Regions from separate parts of the Zea mays genome. Here region 1 is linked to region 2. A link is a contact called in public Hi-C data. All regions are on one chromosome and are shown on one strand. Each heading gives the region's core, a stretch centred on a gene start, on an enhancer-like site or on the middle of the called end of the contact. The rest is flanking DNA. Distances are from core to core; before and after follow the strand shown. Region 1 holds the start of LOC100281193. Region 2 holds the start of LOC732744 (sialyltransferase like protein).

What was found. A called contact is a pair of places that touch in the nucleus more often than the background predicts.
Region 1: a Hi-C map of ear shows a contact between it and region 2, with 1.9 times the contacts expected there. The contact joins the promoter of LOC100281193 here to the promoter of LOC732744 in region 2. A contact is called at or near these places in 4 of 25 Hi-C or Micro-C datasets (ear, leaf and tassel).

Annotation. Positions count from the first base shown.
Region 1 is chr5:72,689,045-72,695,712 of Zm-B73-REFERENCE-NAM-5.0, forward strand. LOC100281193 reads left to right here and starts at 4,055. Exons shown (of 2, transcript NM_001154112.1): 1 at 4,055-4,347; 2 at 4,623-6,352. The coding sequence starts at 4,135. The coding sequence ends at 6,170.
Region 2 is chr5:72,153,541-72,160,902 of Zm-B73-REFERENCE-NAM-5.0, forward strand. It overlaps LOC732744 (sialyltransferase like protein), which reads left to right and starts at 3,400. Exons shown (of 12, transcript NM_001112373.1): 1 at 3,400-3,535; 2 at 3,646-3,719; 3 at 4,124-4,213; 4 at 4,477-4,554; 5 at 5,248-5,348; 6 at 5,444-5,636; 7 at 5,721-5,811; 8 at 5,890-5,954; 9 at 6,043-6,197; 10 at 6,281-6,362; 11 at 6,478-6,587; 12 at 6,750-7,187. The coding sequence starts at 3,424. The coding sequence ends at 6,945.

The DNA.
Region 1 (6,668 bases), core at 2,805-5,304, 540 kb after region 2:
CGCCCTGGCCGGCGCGCCGCCTGGCCGCGCCCTGGCCGCCCGCCCGGCCGCGCCCCCGCCCCTGCGTGCTCGGCCGCCTGGCCAGCCCGACCCCCCCGCGCGCTCGCCTGGCCGCCGGTTCAACCGGGCCGGCTCAGCCGCCCAGGCCGCCTGGCTCGCCGTCCGCGCCCGCGCCCGGTTCAACCGCCCCTAGGGCCGGTTCAACCCCCCCCCCCCCCTCTGTTTTTTTTTATTTTTTTTATTTTATTTTATTTACTTTCTGTGATCATAGCTATTTTATTTTAAGTAGGCTAATCGTTGTTCATATGCCATTGAAATAGGAAGTTTAATTTAAAATTCCGTTATGCTAGTTGATTCATGTAGTTAATTGTTTATCTCGTGCAATGCTGATCAACTTAAAATGGTTAGGTTTCCATTAGTGTATATGTAACAGAATTCTTTTGTTAAGAACCAATTGTAATTGATCGTTAGTGCATAAGATTTAACCCCCTGCGAGACCCTTTCCCGTTTCTTTCTAACCATAACAAATGCGATATCGAATGTCATACTTGATGCATACTCACTTTATTTGTTCCCTTGTATGGTGTACTGTTCTTTTGTATTAAATGTGGATGGATGTATGTATGTTTGCAATCGCATAGAGAACGATCCGGTCGAAGAGCCCGAGGAATTCGCAGGAGAAGCCCCTGAGCAGCAGTCGTTTGGTGGAGGCAAGTGTCCTTTGACCTATCTCTGTCCTAATCATTCTTTAATTCACCTCCCGCATCACACATTTATACCTAAGGATTGACTAGCTTTTTGTTATCCATGTCCTTGTTTACCTATTTGGGTCGGATTATTACTGCTTAGTTTGATGCTATTGCTCAACTTTAATCAATGAACATGATGTGGTTATCTATGATACGCTGTTTTCCCGTTCTTATTTATGATTATACTTGTGGCATTTAAGGGGACTCGAGCGGTTTCTCGAGTGCCTCTCCGTAAGGACCTGTTCAATGGATGACCGCCCGGGAAAACAGTGCAACCATGAGGGTGGAATGGGGTGCCCTTAGCTGAATAATTAGAGGATCCGGGGTGTAGTTCACTTAGCCGTCGTGCCGTCAATGGGGCTCGGTGTATGCGGCTCGCTCTGCCAAGGTTGATTTGTCCCTTGGGGAGGAGTGCGGTACATTTAGGAAACCTAACGGGTGGCTACAGCCCCGGGGAATCTTTGTAAAGGCTTCGTAGTGAATCCTTGGCCATTCACCTCGGGAGTGAATAAGGGTCTTGCAAGCCCGGGCCAGAGAGGGAATCACGGCTTGTGGGTAAAGTGCACAACCTCTGCAGAGTGTTATGAAACTGATATATCAGCCGTGCTCGCGGTTATGAGCGGCCAAGGGAGCTCCAGAGATTAGTGATACTTGATCAGAGATACTTTGGTACAGGTGACAATGAGATTGATGGTTCTGATTACGATTATGGTATTGGTAAGTGGTATTCTTTCCGTTTGGAAAGGATACATTGGGCTAATAACTTGGGTTAATGTTAAAACCTGGCTTTCTACTAGTAAGTAATAACCTGACCAACTAAAAGCAACTGCTTGACTTATCCCCACATAAAGCTAGTCCACTACAGCCAAACAGGATACTTGCTGAGTATGTTGATGTGTACTCACCCTTGCTCTACACACCAAACCCCCCCCCCCCCCAGGTTGTCAGCATTGCAACCACTGCTCAGGCGAAGATGAAGCTGTGGAAGGAGACTTCCAGGAGTTCCAAGACTACGACGAGTTCTAGGCGTGGGTTAGCGGCAACCCCCCAGTCGGCTGCCTGTGAAGGCCGCGTTATCTACGTTTCTTTTCCGCACTTTGATTTATTGTAAGAACTATATGGACGTCTCAGACGTATGATGTAATCGACTATTTCCCTTATTAATACTATTTTGAGCACTGTGTGATGATGTCCATATTATGTAACTGCTGTGTACGTGAATAACTGATCCTGGCACGTACATGGTTCGCATTCGGTTTGCCTTCTAAAACCGGGTGTGGCAGGGAGGGTGCGCCCTGCGGCGGAGGTGGAGGCGATGGGAGGCCATGGCGGCGCGGTCGTGTGGGGGAAGGTTAGGGTTTGGGTGCGGTCGTGCGGTGGAGGGGGATGGAGCGTGGGAGACGCAGACGCACGATAGGACACGGACGGTCCAGATCGATGGATGGCAGAACGGCAGAACGGCAGAACGAGGGGAGGCAGACTACCTTTACTGTCTTAATAGGTAGTAGAGATTATTTGTTGACTCGACTTATATATATAAATTTTATGTGCAACTATTGATAAATTGAGATTACAAACTATTGCCAACACCAAATTGTGGTGTGGTGTGGAGTGTAATGAACCTTTAATGTACAAAATAATGGGTGTATGTTACAACAATAGATCCATCTTCGAACTTTTGTTATTACATCTCTTTCCTTACCCAGAACTTTTGGCGTGAATGCGAACGCATTAGAATCACTCATCTTCTTTGTCGAGTTGTGTCTCGTCCTCATCCTCTGCACACATAGAGTGTTGGAATAGCATGCCTTAGAAGACCTTTTTAGATGTGTGTGATCAAGTTTTCAGGAGCATCATCATGACTGCTTATTGGTCTTGTCCCATCTTTCACTTGGTGTATGTTCGAGGCACGCAATTGTGAATAACTACTCGTACCCAGTGGCGGAGCGCAAGAAAAAACAAGGTATGGCAAACTCACGACGTGGTTGCCATTTGTCATGGAGAGACAGAGACCATAGGGGTCGGGCCGCGTAGGTTGTGTTATATCGGGTCCTCTGCCCCTGTTCGTACCAATTGTGATATGTTACTTTAAGCAACACATGATGTTGACTTGTATGAACGAAGCCACGAGTGTTTTTGAGCATTGGTCTCTCTACAACGTAATTTTTTTTCTCTAAATTTGTTAACTTTAATATATTTTTTGTTATAATTAGCATATTTTTTATATATGCATATGTTATTGTTGCGACTAGTGGTGTTTCACACTTGTTCGTGCATATCGTTATAAATCTGCTATCATATTTCGGGATTAAAATAAACACAAGAAAATATAAATTCCTAACACTATGTCACGGTATTATAGGTCTCGTATGCTTGTTCTGTGTCATCAAAAGCACACGTTGTTGATGAATACTAAGATTTATCTCCGGTTGCTTTTCTTTACAATCTTATATCTCATTTTATTTATATTTCAAGCTTCACTCTATAAACATGCTATCTTCAGTTAGTGGTGGGTCCAAAAACTAAAGACAGCTTAGACGAAATTATCAAGTACTAATAACTATATCTAATTTTATATAAAAAGACGTGCATATTTAGACTTGAGGTGCACTTCCAGGTAGGTATGTGGTGCCTAAATAGTAGGTCCGCTACTATCTTCAGTCGAAGTTGTGTTTGATATAGCCATATGCCCATATGTACGATATATTAGAGACAACATTAATCCTGTTTAGTTGAGCTTCTAGTCAACTACTAAAAAAAGTTAAAAACTTATAAAAACTAAGTTTATATGGAAAATTGAAAGAAATGGTTCTGTGTGCTTGTATCATTGGCTTCTAATGATCAGAAATCTAGCCATAGTTTTTTAAGAAAAAACTTCAAAAGCTGCCTCTCAAATAAACATGGCCTAAAAAGAGACTTCAAACAAAACGGGATAAGAACAAAGTATGCCATCATCATTACGACGGAAAAGCGAGACGAAACACGGCAGTTTGCCGTGTGCGTGCATGATAGCAAAAGACGCACGCGCTCATTTTGCAGCTTAGTGGCTTCTGGTGGCTCCACGTCACGAAAATACGTGTGAATCGACCATGACGTAGGCAGACACAGTGCGCGTGTTATCACAACATTAGAGACAGAGAGCACTAGAGCAGCTTGCTTCTTCCTCCACTCCGTCCGTCACCGTCAGCATCGGCATCGGCATCAAGCCACCAAGCGCGTCAACTCGTCGATTACGCGTCGTCGTCTCGCGCTGCTGCTGTCGCTGGATTTTGTTGTTATTATATTCCCACTTCCGCTGCCATTCCGTTCCAGACTGCCTCCTCCACTCCAGTGTGGCCGTTCGTTCCCCTCTGTTCCGCGCCGGCGCGCCGCCCAACTCTGAGCGATGGAAGGCACCGTGCTGTGCGCGGCCAACCACGCGCCGCTCACGCCCATCAGCTTCCTCGAGCGCACCGCGCTCGTCTACCCCGACCGCCCCGCCGTCGTCGCCGCCGGACACGCCGCCGCGCCGCCGCCGCGCACCTGGCGGCAGACCCGGGACCGCTGCCTCCGCCTCGCCGCGGCGCTCGCGGGGCTCGGCGTCGCGCGCCGTGACGTGGTAAGTCTCTGTCCAGCCGTTGCCTTGCCTCCTCTTCCGTGCGATAAGTACGGAGCGGTAGATTCGGGCGTTATCTACCTGCCGCCGTCCAAGCATTCACTTTTACTGCTCTTGCTGTTCTCCATCCCCTGTCTGTCTCTCTCGATTTGCCCGAGTAGGTAGATAGTGTTGTTCTCATCGGCAGTGGACGGGCTGAATTTGCTGCTGCTTCTAGTACCGAATCGAATCGAACTGGCCGGCCGGTCCTAACCGCAGCCGTTGCTGCCCCCGTGCAGGTTGCGGTGTTCGCGCAGAACATCCCGGCCTTCTGCGAGCTCCACTTCGGCATTCCCATGGCGGGCGCCGTGATCTGCGCGCTCAACTCGCGGCTCGACGCCGGCATGGCGTCCGTGCTGCTGCAGCACTCGGAGGCCAAGGTCGTGTTCGTGGACGCCGCGCTACTGGGCGTCGCCCGGGAGGCGCTCCGCCTCATCTCCCAGCAGGCCGGCGGAGCGAGCAGGGTGCCCGCCGTGGTACTAATCAACGAGGCGCTCGACGAGCCGCCGTCAGCGGCGACAGGAAACGACAAGATCCCAGGCGTCGATCGGTGCTACGAGTACGAGGCCCTCCTCCTCAGCAGCAGCAGAGGCGGCGATCCAGAGTTCTTGATCCGGTGGCCGGACGACGAGAACGAGCCGATCGCGCTGAACTACACGTCGGGGACGACGTCGCGGCCCAAGGGCGTGGTGTACACCCACCGCGGCGCGTACCTGAACTCGCTGTCGTCGGTGCTCCTCAACGACATGACGGCGCTGCCGGTGTACCTGTGGACGGTGCCCATGTTCCACTGCAACGGGTGGTGCCTGGTGTGGGGCGTGGCGGCGCAGGGCGGCACCAACGTGTGCCTGCGCAAGGTGAACTCGGGCGCCATCTTCGCGGCCGTGGCGGCGCACGGGGTGACGCACATGGGCGGCGCGCCGACGGTGCTGAGCATGGTGGTGAACGCCACGGCGGAGGAGAGGGCGCCGCTGGGCGCGGGGAGGAAGAGGCCGGTGACTGTGATGACGGGCGGCGCGCCGCCGGCGCCGCAGGTGCTGTTCCGGATGGAGGAGCTCGGGTTCCTGGTGATCCACTCGTACGGGCTGACGGAGACGTACGGGCCAGCGACGGTGTGCACGTGGCGGCCCGAGTGGGACGCGCTGCCGGCGGCGGAGCGCGCGGCCATCAAGGCCCGGCAGGGGCTCCACCACCTGGGGCTGGAGGTGGACGTGAAGGACCCGGCCACGATGGCCAGCGTGCCCGCGGACGGGCGCACCATGGGCGAGGTGATGTTCCGCGGGAACACGGTGATGGGCGGGTACTACAAGGACGCGGCCGCGACGGCGGAGGCCATGGCCGGCGGGTGGCTGCGGTCGGGCGACCTGGCGGTGCGGCACGCCGGCGACGGCTACGTGCGGATCCTGGACCGGTCCAAGGACATCATCATCTCCGGCGGGGAGAACATCAGCACCATCGAGGTGGAGGCGGCGCTGTTCGCGCACCCGGCCGTGGCGGAGGCCGCAGTGGTGGGGCGGCCCGACGAGTACTGGGGCGAGACGCCGTGCGCATTCGTGACGCTCAGGGAGGGCGCGGCCGGCAGCGTGCGCGCCGAGGAGGTGGTGGCGTTCTGCCAGGCGCGCCTGCCGCGGTACATGGCGCCCCGGACGGTGGTGTTCGTGGCCGAGCTGCCCAAGACAGCCACGGGGAAGGTGCAGAAGTTCGCGCTCCGGGAGCAGGCCAGGGCCATGGGCAGCATCTCCAGCTCCGAGCAGCAGGATGGGGCAGGGACGAGGAGCAAGCTCTGATCTGAACTCGCATGCCCACATGGATGTCTCCTCCATTCCACTGACGAGTAGTTGAGCAGCAACGAACCTAAGTGTGCTGAGCTGTGCTGTGCTGTGCTTGGACATGTAGAGAAAGAGAATCACCACACTCAGTGATACAGATTCGTCATTTCAGTAATATAATTTACAGTATCAACCTTCAATGCTCTCAATAAAAATGGGGGCAAGCATGTGCATCTGCATGTTCGTTTATGCGTGTGTCCGATTCTGACCTCGCGGTGTGAATGTGATGCTGCCTGTAGTTTTTTTTTTAAGAGATGCTGCATGTAGTAGTAGAGACAACGGAATGGCGTTGGCACTTGGCAATGACATGGACCCATCAACTAATTGTTATAGGAACAATTAGATCTATACCATTAAAAGATCCAAACTTTAGATATATATCATGGACCCACATGTCATTGACTCATGTGGACACACATGTAAGTGAGATAGTAATGGTATGGATCCAAAGTGGTG
Region 2 (7,362 bases), core at 2,150-4,649:
AGCAAGTCAAACTTCTTCTTAATTTTTTCCAATCCCATTCAATCCATGAGTAACGGGATTAACCAAACAAGGCCTAAATAATTACAGAATAGGGCTTAATTTTGTATTTTCAACTCCTAAACTTGTTTATTTCATATCTTTTACATATGAACTCCAAATTTAGTGATTCAAATTGCAAAATGTTCATAGAATTATTCTCTGTTTAAATAAATTAGTTCCATTTACATTCTGTGTTTTCTAATTTTATAGTTAACTATGAACTAGAATATGTTTAGATTTGTTTATTTAATAAAATAAAAGAGAAAACCCTAGAGATTAAAGCATGTTTAATCTTGTAAGATTAATAATGTGTATTACATGAATTCATCTTTGTTCTAATTTTTAGGTCACAATAAAATAAATTGAACTATGCTATGTATTTGTGAGTAACACTTAGAGAAGTAATAATCTATTTCCAAATGAAGTTGGTTTATGTTATAGTTTATGTTATGCTTTGAACCCATTATCCCTTATGTAGTATTGTGCCTTTTGAGATGTATTCCTATGTTTGTACATGTTTGGTGTGTTGTTCATTTGTACTTTCCAAATGTATTGAATGCATGCTCGCTTTATTTAGACAACGAGCAGTCCGAGGTTCCTGAGTGTGTTGTTGGAGACCTCCCTGAGCAACAACCTGGTGAAGGCAAATGTCCTCTGACCTATTATGTCCTACATACTTTATGATTCACTATCTCACATTACTTTATGAAACCTAAGGATTGACTGGTCTGTATTTACTTATCCTTGTTTACCTTTTGGGTTATCATGGTTAGCATTTTGCTATTGCCTTAACTTTAACCAATGAACATGATGTGAACATTTATGATACGATACTGTTATCCTGATTATGTTGATGAGCTTATGATAATCTATGGGGCTCAGGCCTTTTTCCCGAGTACCTCTCTGTAAGGACCTGTTCGTGGAGTGACCACCCGGGATAACAGTACAACCATGAGGGTGAAATGGGACGCCCTTAGCTGATTAATTAGATGAACCTGGGGGCATAGTGCTCGCTCTGCCAAGGTTGGGGTGCAGAGGTTCATTCGATTTAGTTTTGTTAGTCACCCACCTTGGGGAGGTGTACTGCGTTTGTACGACTGGCGAAACCTAACGAGCAGCTATGCACCAGGGGAGTCTTTGTAAAGGCTACGTAGTGAAACCTTGCCGACTCACCTTGGTAGTGTTTAAGGGTTTGATCGACCCGAGGCATAAAGGGATCACAACTTGTGGGTAAAGTGTGCAACCTCTGCAGAGTGTTAGAAACTGGTATATCAGTCAAGCTCACGGTTAAGAGCAGCCTTGGGATCCTCTTTGATTAGAAGAACTTTGGATACTTTTATGATGATGGTTAATAATGATGTTATAAAATCTGATCTCTAGTATTTCCTCTTTTGAGGAGGTACTTCTGGGAAATAACTGGGTTTATTACTAAAACTTGGATCTACTAACAATAATAAATATTTGACCAACTAAAAGCAACGGCTTAACCTCAACTCCATATATAGCTAGTCCACTTTAGCCAAACGAGACATTTGCTGAGTACGTTGATGTGTACTCACCCTTGCTTTACACACCACCCCCACCCCAGGTTGTCCCCACTGTACTCAATGCTCAGGAGGTGATGCTGGCAACATGGAAGACTTCAAGGAGTTTCAGGACTATGACGAGTTCTGGTTCCTTCTTAGTGGCAAACCCCCAGTCAGCTGCCTGTGTAGGCTTAGCTTCTACGTTCCGTATTTCTGCACTTTGATAGTTATGTTAAAGACAATGTGTAATAGACTCTGTGGATGTCTTGGACATCTTGATGTAATCAAGTACCTTTCCGCTATTTATTTCGAGCATTGTGTGATGATGTCCAATTATGTAATCGTTGTGTACGTGAGTTTCTAATCTTGGCACATACATGGTTTGCATTCGTTTGCCTTCCAAAAACCGGATGTGACATCTTCCCAGCACGCGACGACGGTATTAACAATAGATTCCAACCAATTAATCCTTAGGCATGAAGTGGAATATGGTGCTGCGCTGGACCTCCGCATTAGGCAGAGACGAGTGTTGGGAACGTAGTAGGCACCGTGGTTGAGGACCATCATTGAACACTTGGTGTGCGTGTCGTCGGGTACATCCATGCTTGAGGTAGCTCGGACGACGTCTCTCGAGCTGTGACGCGGCGACGAGGACACGGACGACTCCTTGGCGATCTGCTGCAGGTCGAGGTCGTCATCCGAGCCCGTGGACACCACCCCCGCAACGTTGTCGTGGACGGGAGGCAGATGGCTTGCCTCGCGTTAGGGCTCATAGACTATGGGTAGAGGAGGTAGTGGGCTCACCGCGTCACGGTACGACTCGTCCACCTCCTTAGCTTGCAGCTGCTGCAGCCTGGCGAAGCGCAGGTCGAGTCGAGCATCCATCTCATCGAACCTTCGGTTGAACTCGTCGAGGATGAGTTTGAAGTCGAGAGTCATGACGTTAGGCAGATTGAAGTCGAGAATCGTACCCTTTGATACCAATTGTTAGCAACACTAATCTCTCAAACTCAAACCAATAGCAGCAAGTGAATAGAATGGAAGAGAATCCGGGTACATGAGAGAAGGGAGGAAGAAGATACAAAGATAGAGAGTTTAGGTTTTCAAAATGATTCCTCGATGCCTTTCTCGTCACCTCCCTCCTTCTTTGTATTGTTTCCCTTAAGACACCTGGGCCGGCATGGGCCGTTTGGGCTCACATTTCCTAACACTCACTTTGGTGGAGGCAAGATGAAGAGAGATAGGAAGGGACGGTGACAGTGGCTAGGGTTTGGTATTACCCTAGCCACCTCACGAGAGATGGTGTGGGGATTAAATTGTGGTTGCTATTTTTACAAGTTACATGGTAGACACATTGAAATCGAGCATAATGATCAGTTCAAATAGAGCACAAATTATTGTAAAGGTTTAGAGTACGTCTGAACAATTTTCTTATTTAAACAAAAGTCTATATAGAGCGCAACGTTTACATTTTAGACATTTTAGACGATGGAATAGATGGGCTTGTGACCTGAACGTATTAAGGCCCTGTTTGGAGCTAATAGTTAGCTAATGGCTAATAATTAATTTATTAGTTTATTAAATCTAGTTAATAATTTATTAGTAGGTTAACTATTAGCTCTATAGATTTCAAATACAGCATAAATCGACGCAGAGCAGGAGATAATGAATGGAGCTGATTATTACTAGGCCCGTTAAAGAAACTGGGCTGTTTGCAGAGTGGCTAAGTTGAGCCCACCGTGTACGGCCCACGCAAGTAAAGCCAGAAGAGGCCCACAAAGACTTAACGTGCAACTGGGAAAGATGCTCCTCCCCACTCTCCGTCCTGCTCCGGCAAGAGGCGGCACACCGCGCAAGGATGCCACCTAGGGCTGCTCCGGCGCTGCGGGTGCTCCCGCTCGCGCTCGCAGCGGCCATCTTCTCGGGGCTCACCGCCATCCTCTTCTACCTCTCCGGCGTCTCCTCCTCACGTAATGCCCCCGTCCCGCTCCTCTCTCTTTCCCTCTCGTGTTCCAGTTCGCGTGTCGCGCAGGAGATCCCTGACAGCTGAACGGGTGGGTGGGTGGGTGCGTGCGTGCAGATAGCGGCTCTCGGCTCTCGGAGGCGGACCTGGCGGCGCTCGCCGCGCTGCGGGGTGGCTTCAGCAAGTGCGTGGTATGGTCTTGCTCGTATGCCTCCCTCTGGGCTGATTACGGTTCGATTTGCCTTACTGGTGTTCCTGCTCATCTCGTGCCGCATTGTCGTTTTCGCCTCTGGGTATGGGGGCACTACTTCGTCACAACCACGAGCTGTGGCGGATTGGGAACGTGGTTGCCTCGAGATTCTTGGTTCCGTGCGCCAATTGTTCCGAGTCCGAGGTTCACTGTTTAGTGTAGGAGGTAGCACTGTGACAGTGAGGTCTTTGTTCTGGCGTGAAATAAGATTTCATGGATTGTAGCGTATCTGTAGTTGAATTGGATGACAGTGGCTGCATAGATTTGCAGTGTCAGCAGCTTCAGGATCTTCTTTGCTGTCTTGGTTCAGACAGACAAACCTCACTTGCTTAAAAGTAACTGCAGGATGCAAATGGGCTAGGACTGAAAGCCGTGACCGGGGAGGACTACTGTCGTGTTGTGATACAATACCCAAGTGACACAGTTTCTAAGTGGGTAAGTGATTTCTCGCCGTGTTATTACAGGCAAAGCTTTTACTTGATACAGGTAGGACTTTTCCCATTTTAGCCTTACTAAGAAACAGATCGCAAAGTACATTTGGTTCTGTGCTTACCTAGCATCTTATGCTTTTGAAACCCTGCTGCATGTTCAGCCAGCAAATTATAGTATTTACTCTGTCGACCTTCTCTCATAACTAGGCTTGCCTGCCTCATGTCTATGATCATTTTTGTAGCTCTTATGGGCCTTTTTTTTTGCAGAGAGATCCAATCACCCATAAGGCTGAAAGTCTGTCGTTTGAGTTCAATCTGTGTGAAGCTGTGGCCTCATGGGAGCACGTGAGCATACTTTGTGTTCATAAGCCTATGTGATTAATGAACCCAATAAATCCAACACCATATAACGCTGCTTTCAAAAGTCATATGATGCAGCATTGGCAATGTTGACAAAGTCATACTCTTGTCACTTTTGAACCGTCCCATCTGAATTTGTTTTCCGAACCACGCAGGAGAACCGCGTGTCGTTTCATTTAAGAAGAAAAAAAAATACATCGGGTAGGCAGAAACGCCCCACCTGAAACACCGCACACACCCAACACGGGAGTACCCAAAGAGGAGTCACGACCCGGACCAACAGCCCTACCCGGCTAGGTCCCACGACCTTCTATATAGCTCCTGGAGGTTGGCAGCTCCGGCCCTACACCAAAGCAAACCTTCCTCTTCTATTAGCTGGAGAACCCGCCTAACATCCGGCTGACAGCCCTCAAAACACATGAGAGTTCCTGAATTTTCAAATCTCCCAAGCCACCAAAATGAACAAAGTGTTGAGCCCTTTCCGCACTTACTTAGGCGCCATCTTGATGGAGCGCACCCATCAGGAAAAGAAGCGAGTATCTGCTGTAGACGGTGCAAGAGCCCCATCTGAATTTCATAAGCACCATAACATATACTATACTGCAACGTTGGTCTATAGTTCTTCACGGCTACATGATTAGCTATCAATATGGTCACTTAATAGTTTTTCTCTCCCAGGTCCGGAACAGTACAACAGTACTCACAAAGGAGTACATTGATGCTTTGCCAAATGGCTGGGAGGAATATGCATGGAGAAGAATCAACAAAGGAATCCTTCTGTGGGTAGATACAAGTCTTTGCCATTTCACCTAGACTTATTAGGTGTGGTTTAACTCCAATAGATTACTGAGCATATTTGGTTCTGAGGTTGCAGGAATAAGTGCCAGAACAGAAGCCTCTGCATGGAAAAGCTCTCACTAGTTCTACCTGAGACATCACCATACGTTCCTCGCCACTTTGGTCGATGTGCTGTTGTTGGGAACTCAGGTGATCTTCTCAAAACTAAATTTGGGGATGAAATTGATTCTTATGATGCTGTCTTCAGAGAAAATGGTGCACCCACCCAGGTTTGTTAAGATGATCTGTTAGCTGGTCGGTTTTTCCCCTACATTTGGATATGCCCTCAACTCGTTCAATATATCCATATGCAGAATTACACTGAATATGTTGGTAGAAAGAGTACATTTCGCCTTCTGAATAGAGGATCCGCAAAGGCACTAGATAAAGTTGTTGAGTTAGATGGTAAGTCTGCCATCTATATTTTGTCCCCTATCAGTGAGATACAAATATGAAAAGGCATGCTGATTTTTATGGTTGCAGAAACAAAAAAAGAGGCACTGATCGTTAAGACGACAATACATGATATCATGAACCAAATGATTCGGGTAATTTAGCTTCGATGTTAGAAATCAGGCCACCTTGAGTACATGTTCTGTATTTTCTTATCTGGCTGCTGGAACTCTTGCTATGTAGGAACTTCCAATAACCAATCCAGTATACCTCATGCTAGGCACATCATTTGGTTCCTCAGCTAAAGGAACCGGGCTTAAAGCTCTTGAATTTGCCCTCTCCATCTGTGACAGTGTTGATATGTATGGCTTCACCGTAGACCCAGGTTACAAGGAATGGTTAGTGCATGTCGATCTCCACGCAGTGACAATAAAAAATTCTAGTCTACAGTTCTGTGCTTACAGCTGAAGTTATCTTTCAGGACAAGGTACTTCTCAGAGGTAAGAAAGGGACACACTCCACTACATGGTAGAGCATATTATCAGATGATGGAATGTCTTGGTGTGAGTTCCTTTCTTGCTCTAATGTTAGCTAACAGAACTGTTTGCACCCATGATGCTATGCTATTTTGTTTGTTACCCATGTGGTGTATTGATGTGAAAAGAAAATCATGTGCAGCTGGTGAAAATCCATTCACCGATGCGAGGAGATCCTGGCAGGACAGTGAGGTGGCTGCCTACCAAGGCTACCATCGAGGCTGCTAGAGTTGCTTCCGAGAAGTTGTTGAAGTAAGTTTTGGGGCCTTCCTTCCTTTCTCAAGCTATTTCGTCTGCTCGTAAGGATAGTTGCAGTTGTTTCTTGAGTGTTTGTATCTGCTTGAATCTCGGTGCTGTGTAAGCAAAACTGATGGTAACTGCATCGAAAGCTCAAACTTGGAATTGTCGCTGCAGGAGACCTGGTGCTGGAAGTGATGATCCTCTGGGGACTTGCACCATGATAAAGAAGCGCAGGAAAGGGAAGGCGCCAAACAGATCTGGTCTACGAGATGCTGCCATGAAGCACCTCGAGGACATGAAAGGTGCCGCTAGGTATCCCTTGGAGCGGAATGCAGGGGGTGGTTACCTCTGCATGATCAATGATAGATAGGACCGCGGCTGATTATGGCATCAGTTGCCCCCTCCCCCCTCCCCTCCACTTGAGTCGAAGAAAGGAATGCAGTTTGAGGGAACGAAAAGGCCGATTCTTTGATTTATGCAGCTGGTGTACAACGTTTGAGTGTAGAGAAAGTTAGGTGTAATGTTTTGAGTGTAGAGAAAGTTATATGTTGTGGATGGATACAAATGGTCAAATTGTAGCACTTTTGGTGCTTATAATACTAATTTCCGCTCGCTCTGTTGGGCCACGAAAATTAGACCAACTAGGCTGATCATAGTTGACAGAAAATAGCAGTGCTAATTTTTATGGGCTATTTATAGCTGATGGAAATTAGTCTAGCTAATGGGCCGTTGATGGAAATTTGATAATTTCTGTGCATAGTACCAGACGGAAAATTAGCTAATTTTT